Regions from separate parts of the Anas platyrhynchos genome. Here region 2 is linked to region 1. The links are chromatin contacts, called in public Hi-C maps. All regions are on one chromosome and are shown on one strand. Each heading gives the region's core, a stretch centred on a gene start, on an enhancer-like site or on the middle of the called end of the contact. The rest is flanking DNA. Distances are from core to core; before and after follow the strand shown.

Region 1 (2,681 bases), core at 124-2,623:
GCCCGAGGCATGCCTCCCCCCCCAGCGAAGCATTTGGGCGAGATGTATTGACCATTCCCATGCTGCCAGTGCTTTTGCAGATCCCTCACCATGTGCAGAATCGCTTTGTGGGAATCACCGTGATGATTTTGTTGGGCTTCTCCTCTTAGGCTACCTTGCTGTCCACCCCTTCCCGGGGCCTTGCTGCTGCCACAGCCGGGACTCGCGGCTGCTCCTCGCCACAGGACGGTCGGTGCTTGGTGTTTTAATTGCAAGCAGCCCTCAGGAAGTGGTCGAGGGATGGGTGTGAAGGGATGACCAGAGGCTCAGCTCTCCCGGCGCCCTCATGGTCTCCTCACAACCCCTTCACGCACGCCTCCTCTCGGGGCGCTTGCTCTCACCTCGCTGCTCTCCATCCCTGCCCTTCTTCCTTCACTTTTATTATATATTTTTTTATTTTTTTTTGCTCTTTCTACCCACACAACTCATGGTTTTGGGTAGCCTCGCTGTCTCCCTTGCCTTCCCCCACACCTGAGGCAAAACCTACCGGGTCCCGAGGGGTTCGCTGCCATCCTCAGCTCCCAGCCTGACCTCCGTCCGGCCGCTTAACCCCACGGATCTCTGAAATCAGAAAATAAAACACAAAAAGAGGCAGAACGCGGGGTTTACCCCTGTATAAGTGCGCATTTCTTTTTATTCAGACACGGATTTTTGCTCTCTCAGGCGCGCCTCAGCTGCGGGCAGGCAGAGCCCTGACACCGAGACGCTGCTGAACTGCCCCCAGTTTTTATTTTATTTTATTATTATTTTTAAGCAGAAACGACATGAGCCGTGGCCTATTTGCTTATTTATTTATTTATTATTTATTTATTTATTCCATTTTGGATCCTTTTATCCACGTTTTATGAATAACCACCCCTTTATGAAGGCCACCCCTGGGTGGGGGGGGGCACCCCTGAGGGAGGAGGGAGGGAGGAAGGGAGGGAGGGAGGGGGACAGCCCCCCGCCCCCCCCCCCTTAGGCAGGAATGGACTCGCCCTCTCAGCCCTATTTCCCCCCCCCCCCCCCCCGGTGGGGAATGGTCTCTCCCGCTCGCCTCCCCCCCCGCACTGCGCGAAATGGTTTCTCCCGCCCACATCTTCCCCCCCCCCCCCCCCCGCCACGGGAATGGGCTCGCCCGGCCCGGCCCGGTTCGGTTCGGTGCCACCCGCGGGAGGGCCCCGGCGCCGTTCCGTCCCCCCCCGCCCCCTCCGGGTCCCCTCCCGGTCCCCTCCCGGCCACCTCCATCCCCGTCCCCCCCCCTCCGGTAACTCACGGTGCGCGCTGCCCGCTCATGACGTCACGCTCCCTTGGCGGGCGGTACGGGAAAGCGTCATGATGGACAGGTCGCGCTGGCCAATCAGCTTCAAGCGCGGCGGGAGGGCCCGCCCCCCTGCCTAACCAAGGCAACGGGGCGGGGACCGGGCCTACCTCGGGCCTGGCCCGGCCGCGGGGCCTCAACGCAGGCCTCTGGGTTGTCAATAAGGCAGTCACACAGCCTGTTGTGGTGTTAAATACAGGATTATTATTTTAAAGGCAGTAAATTTTCATAAAATAAAGGGTTTTTTTTGTTTGTTTTTTTTTTTTTTTAAGTCCTATGGGAAATAAAAGTATATAAAGTCATCTGTCGTTGTTCCTGGTGTTGTATCAAGGGGTCTCCTTCATAGCGAGATTTTGGGTCTTGATGCTGCAAAATAAAGTTTGTTTATTTTATTTTTTGTTTCTTTGTTTGTTTTTCTTAACCATATTTGAAATAAAAATACACAAAGTCATTTGTCGTCGTTTCGGGTGTTATTTCAAGGGGTATCCTTAATACTAAGATTTTGGGTCTTAATGCTGTGAAATAAAGTTATTGTTTGTTTTTTAACCGTATTGGAAATAAAAATACATAAATTAATTTGTCGTTGTTTTCTGGTGTTATTTCAAGGGGTCTCCGTAATACCGAGATTTGGGGTCTTGATTGTGCGAAATAAAGTTGTGCGATTTTTTTTTTTTTAAGCATATTGGACATAAAAATATATATATAAAGTCAGCTGTCATTGTTTCTGGTGTTATTTCATGTGGTCTCTTTAAAACTGAGATTTTGGGTATCGAGGGTGTGAGTTGGGGGGTTTGTATTGGGCATCCTGACCCACCGCGGGGGATCTCAGACCCGGTATCGCGTCTCACACACCACAAGCCTTTAAAATGCATCTGCTGCCTCTCCCAGCAAGTCTGACTGACTTAAAAGACAGTTTCCAGGCTAAAAGTGGAACGAGGGCTTATTAAAATCAGAGTTGTTTTAGTTAGGGTGGAATTACTCATATTGGTAGGAATGTAGGGAGGGTGCCTGCCAAATGCCACGCTGTTCCATTATCTGGACAACCAGATATATACTTAATTGTCAAAGAGAAATTACATTTTTTTTTAGAAAAAAAAAAAATCTGCTGCGGCCAGCTGCAGCAGATGATGTGGAAATAACATTTCAGGGGAGTGTACAGAATGTATAAAAATCCTGTTGGTATCTGCAACATTCATTGGACCTAAAATAGTACATTTTTCATGTATTGTGTATGCAAATTCTGAGAGAGCGAATGTCCTTATGACCAAGTATACTGCCTGGCTGTACACGCGTTCATACTTTTCAAAGCCTTGCTAAGAGTGAAAATGTTAAACCTGGACAA
Region 2 (2,681 bases), core at 115-2,614, 40 kb after region 1:
TGATGAATTCAGTTCTCTAGTGCTTGTTTTGCATTCATGTATAAATGCTCCAAGAGGAGTGTATTCTAAATCATACTTTTATGATGCAAGAGGCATTGAGAATTTAGTAGATTGTAAACTGTGCAAAATCCTCTTTTGGGGGAGGAGGGAAGTAGGGGAGGAAGAAAGATCTCTTGCACAGAAGCTTGCAAATTTATTGACCTCTTTTTTTTCCCTCCTTGTCTGTACCTTCTGTGCTGTTTGTACTTCTTGCTTCCAAAGTTAAGGGTGAAGATTTTGTTCTTGTTTGTCCTTGGTCAACAATTTCATGCTCATCTTTTGCATAAAGCATCCAGGAACTGTGTAATTTTCTTTGGCTGTCTTTTGAACTGCATTTTAAACAAGACCAGGGTGACTTGCAGTCATGCTTGGATTTGACCTGATAAGTGAGGAGAGCTGTGAAAGCACATCTCCCCAGTGTTACATTACATTAGCTTGCTCAATTTGACACTTAATTTGAGCTCACTTCAGGCTACTGCTCTGCTTGGTAGTAATGTGAGACTCAATCTCAAGTTCCCTTTTCTTTTCCTCCATTTATGGTGAACTTTACCACTAAAGGAAGTCCAAAATGCAGACCTTGCGTTGATGATTAAGTATCAGATAAATTTGTTCTGTTTTAAAGCTGTCAAAGCACGATGCAACTTTCTTAGCTGTTTAGTTTTCTTCCATCACCCTTCCACCCCCATGAAATGAATGATAAAAGCTTTATCCTTAGCCCGGGGCAGTGTTTGCATTAAAAATGCGGAGTGTCTAGGGAGGCTGAGGGGAAAAAAAAAAAAAGACACGTACTCTCCTGGCTGTCTTTAGTGTTGGTACATTCTTTATTTTAACAATGAGAAATCAGTTCAGTCTATTAGGACGTTAGAATTTAGTTATTGCATAAAGTCACGAGACCACCTCTTGGCTGAAAAAGGAAAACGCCCTTTCTTTGAGTTCCCTGTTTGGACTAGTAAGATGCCAGAGTACTTGAGAGAATGAGTGAATAATTTTGGTTTAAAGGGACTTTTTCTGATGCCTACTTACAGATAATGTGTAGAACAGACAGAAGGCAAGAGTCAAGGAACCACTCAATTTTAACGCAAACATAATTCAAAATGATTGATTGTACCTCCTAAGATGTCAGGTTCTCTTAACCAGACTTAGGCTTATATAAGTACTTGGAAAGAACAGCATATTGCATGTGTTGAAGCTGGCATTTGTATTTTTTTTTTAAGAACACTTAAGCCTTAGGTCTGGTCTATGCTTCCATATATTTATTCTTGACCTCTGTGGGTCTGCTTGACTTGAAAAATCCCTTCCTCATGCTGTTTATAGCTCTTAGGCTTGTGTTGAGATGTTGAATAGTGACCCCTGCTGGAAAGAGTAAAATGCAAAATGGATAGTATCTGGTCTAACTGAAAACATTTTTTCTGACATGCTGTCAAGGTGAAATCCCCCAAAGATTGCTGATAAACAAGCATGTTAACATAGGTTTCCTGAATGTTGATTTATGCAAATCTGTAAAGTGTTAGCAAGGAAGCTTAAGCTGTCTGTGCAGGCAATATGGCTACATCTAAGATTGTGTGAGCTGCAGGGTCTTGTTGAAAAGCTGTACTAGTCTCCTCATGCTGTGCTATTTCTCTGTACTGTCTTCCCTTACCTCCTGTCTGACCACACAGCTAGCCTGAAGAGGCTGCTGAGCAAATAGACATACAGTTTGTAGCTCTGTACGAGGCTATCAGAACCAACTGATACAAGTGCATAGCACTAGTATTGTACGACGTGACTTAAAAGTATGTCATTGTGGTGGTTTCACACCACTGGACAGCTAAGCAACATTGTGTGACTTTCTCATTCTTCCTCTGTAGCAGAACAGAGAGGAAAATATGGTGAAAAAATCTCTTGACTTGAGATAAGGACAGGGAGATCACTCACCAATTACCATCATGGGCAGAACAGACTCGGCATAGGGGAGACGAATGTAATTTATTGCCTATTAATAACAGACTAGAGCAGTGAGAACTAAAAGCAAAGCAAACATACCTTTTCCCCATCCACGTTTTTCTACCTTCTCCCTCTGAGCAGTGCAGGGCAATGGGGGCTGCAGTCAGTCCCTGACACTTCATCTCCGCCACTCCTTCACAGTCCCTCTCTGCCCCTGCTCCCTGTGAGGTCCCTCCCATGAGATGCCATCCTTCCCGAACTGAGCCTGCGGGGGCTGCCCACAGGCAGCAGCTCTTCAGGAACTGCACCCACACGGCTCCGTCCCACGGGGTCCATCCATCCCCCAGGAGCAAACTGCTCCAGCACCGGTCCCCCACGGGTGGGTGCCAGCTCCCCCCAGACCCCCTGCTCCTGCGTGGGCTCCTCTCCACGGGCTGCAGCTCCGGCCCGGGGCCTGCTCCTGCGGGGGCTCTCCATGGGCCGCAGCCTCCTCCAGGCCACATCCACCTGCTCCACCAGGGGCTCCTCCACCCATGGGGGGGCTGCAGCATGGAGATCTGCTCCATGTGGGACCCATGGGCTACAGGGGGACAGCCTGCTCCACCAGGGACTTCTCCCTGCACAGCTCACAGGGGAACTGCTGCTGCCTGCCTGGAGCACCTCCTGCCCTCCTTCTCCTTCATCAAACTTGTCTTCAAGGCTGTTTCTCTTGCACTTTA

The links. Hi-C and Micro-C count contacts between places; a contact is called where the count stands out from the background.
Region 2: a Hi-C map of subcutaneous adipose tissue shows a contact between it and region 1, with 3 times the contacts expected there. The contact joins the enhancer-like site here to the promoter of INIP in region 1. A contact is called at or near these places in 4 of 8 Hi-C or Micro-C datasets (F5 follicle, liver, skeletal muscle and 1 more).

What each region holds. Positions count from the first base shown.
Region 1 is chrZ:75,542,117-75,544,797 of IASCAAS_PekinDuck_T2T, forward strand. INIP (INTS3 and NABP interacting protein) reads right to left here and starts at 1,374. Exons shown (of 5, transcript XM_027446578.3): 1 at 1,295-1,374; 2 at 527-600. The coding sequence starts at 551.
Region 2 is chrZ:75,582,282-75,584,962 of IASCAAS_PekinDuck_T2T, forward strand. All of the region lies in intron 4 of SNX30 (sorting nexin family member 30), which reads left to right. Among named protein-coding and RNA genes, the nearest start is that of SNX30, 32 kb to the left of the region's middle. Within about 2 kb of position 1,365, at least 1 of the 8 cell types and tissues checked has an H3K27ac peak or open chromatin away from gene starts, as enhancers often do. A contact at or near this core is called in subcutaneous adipose tissue, where this site is marked.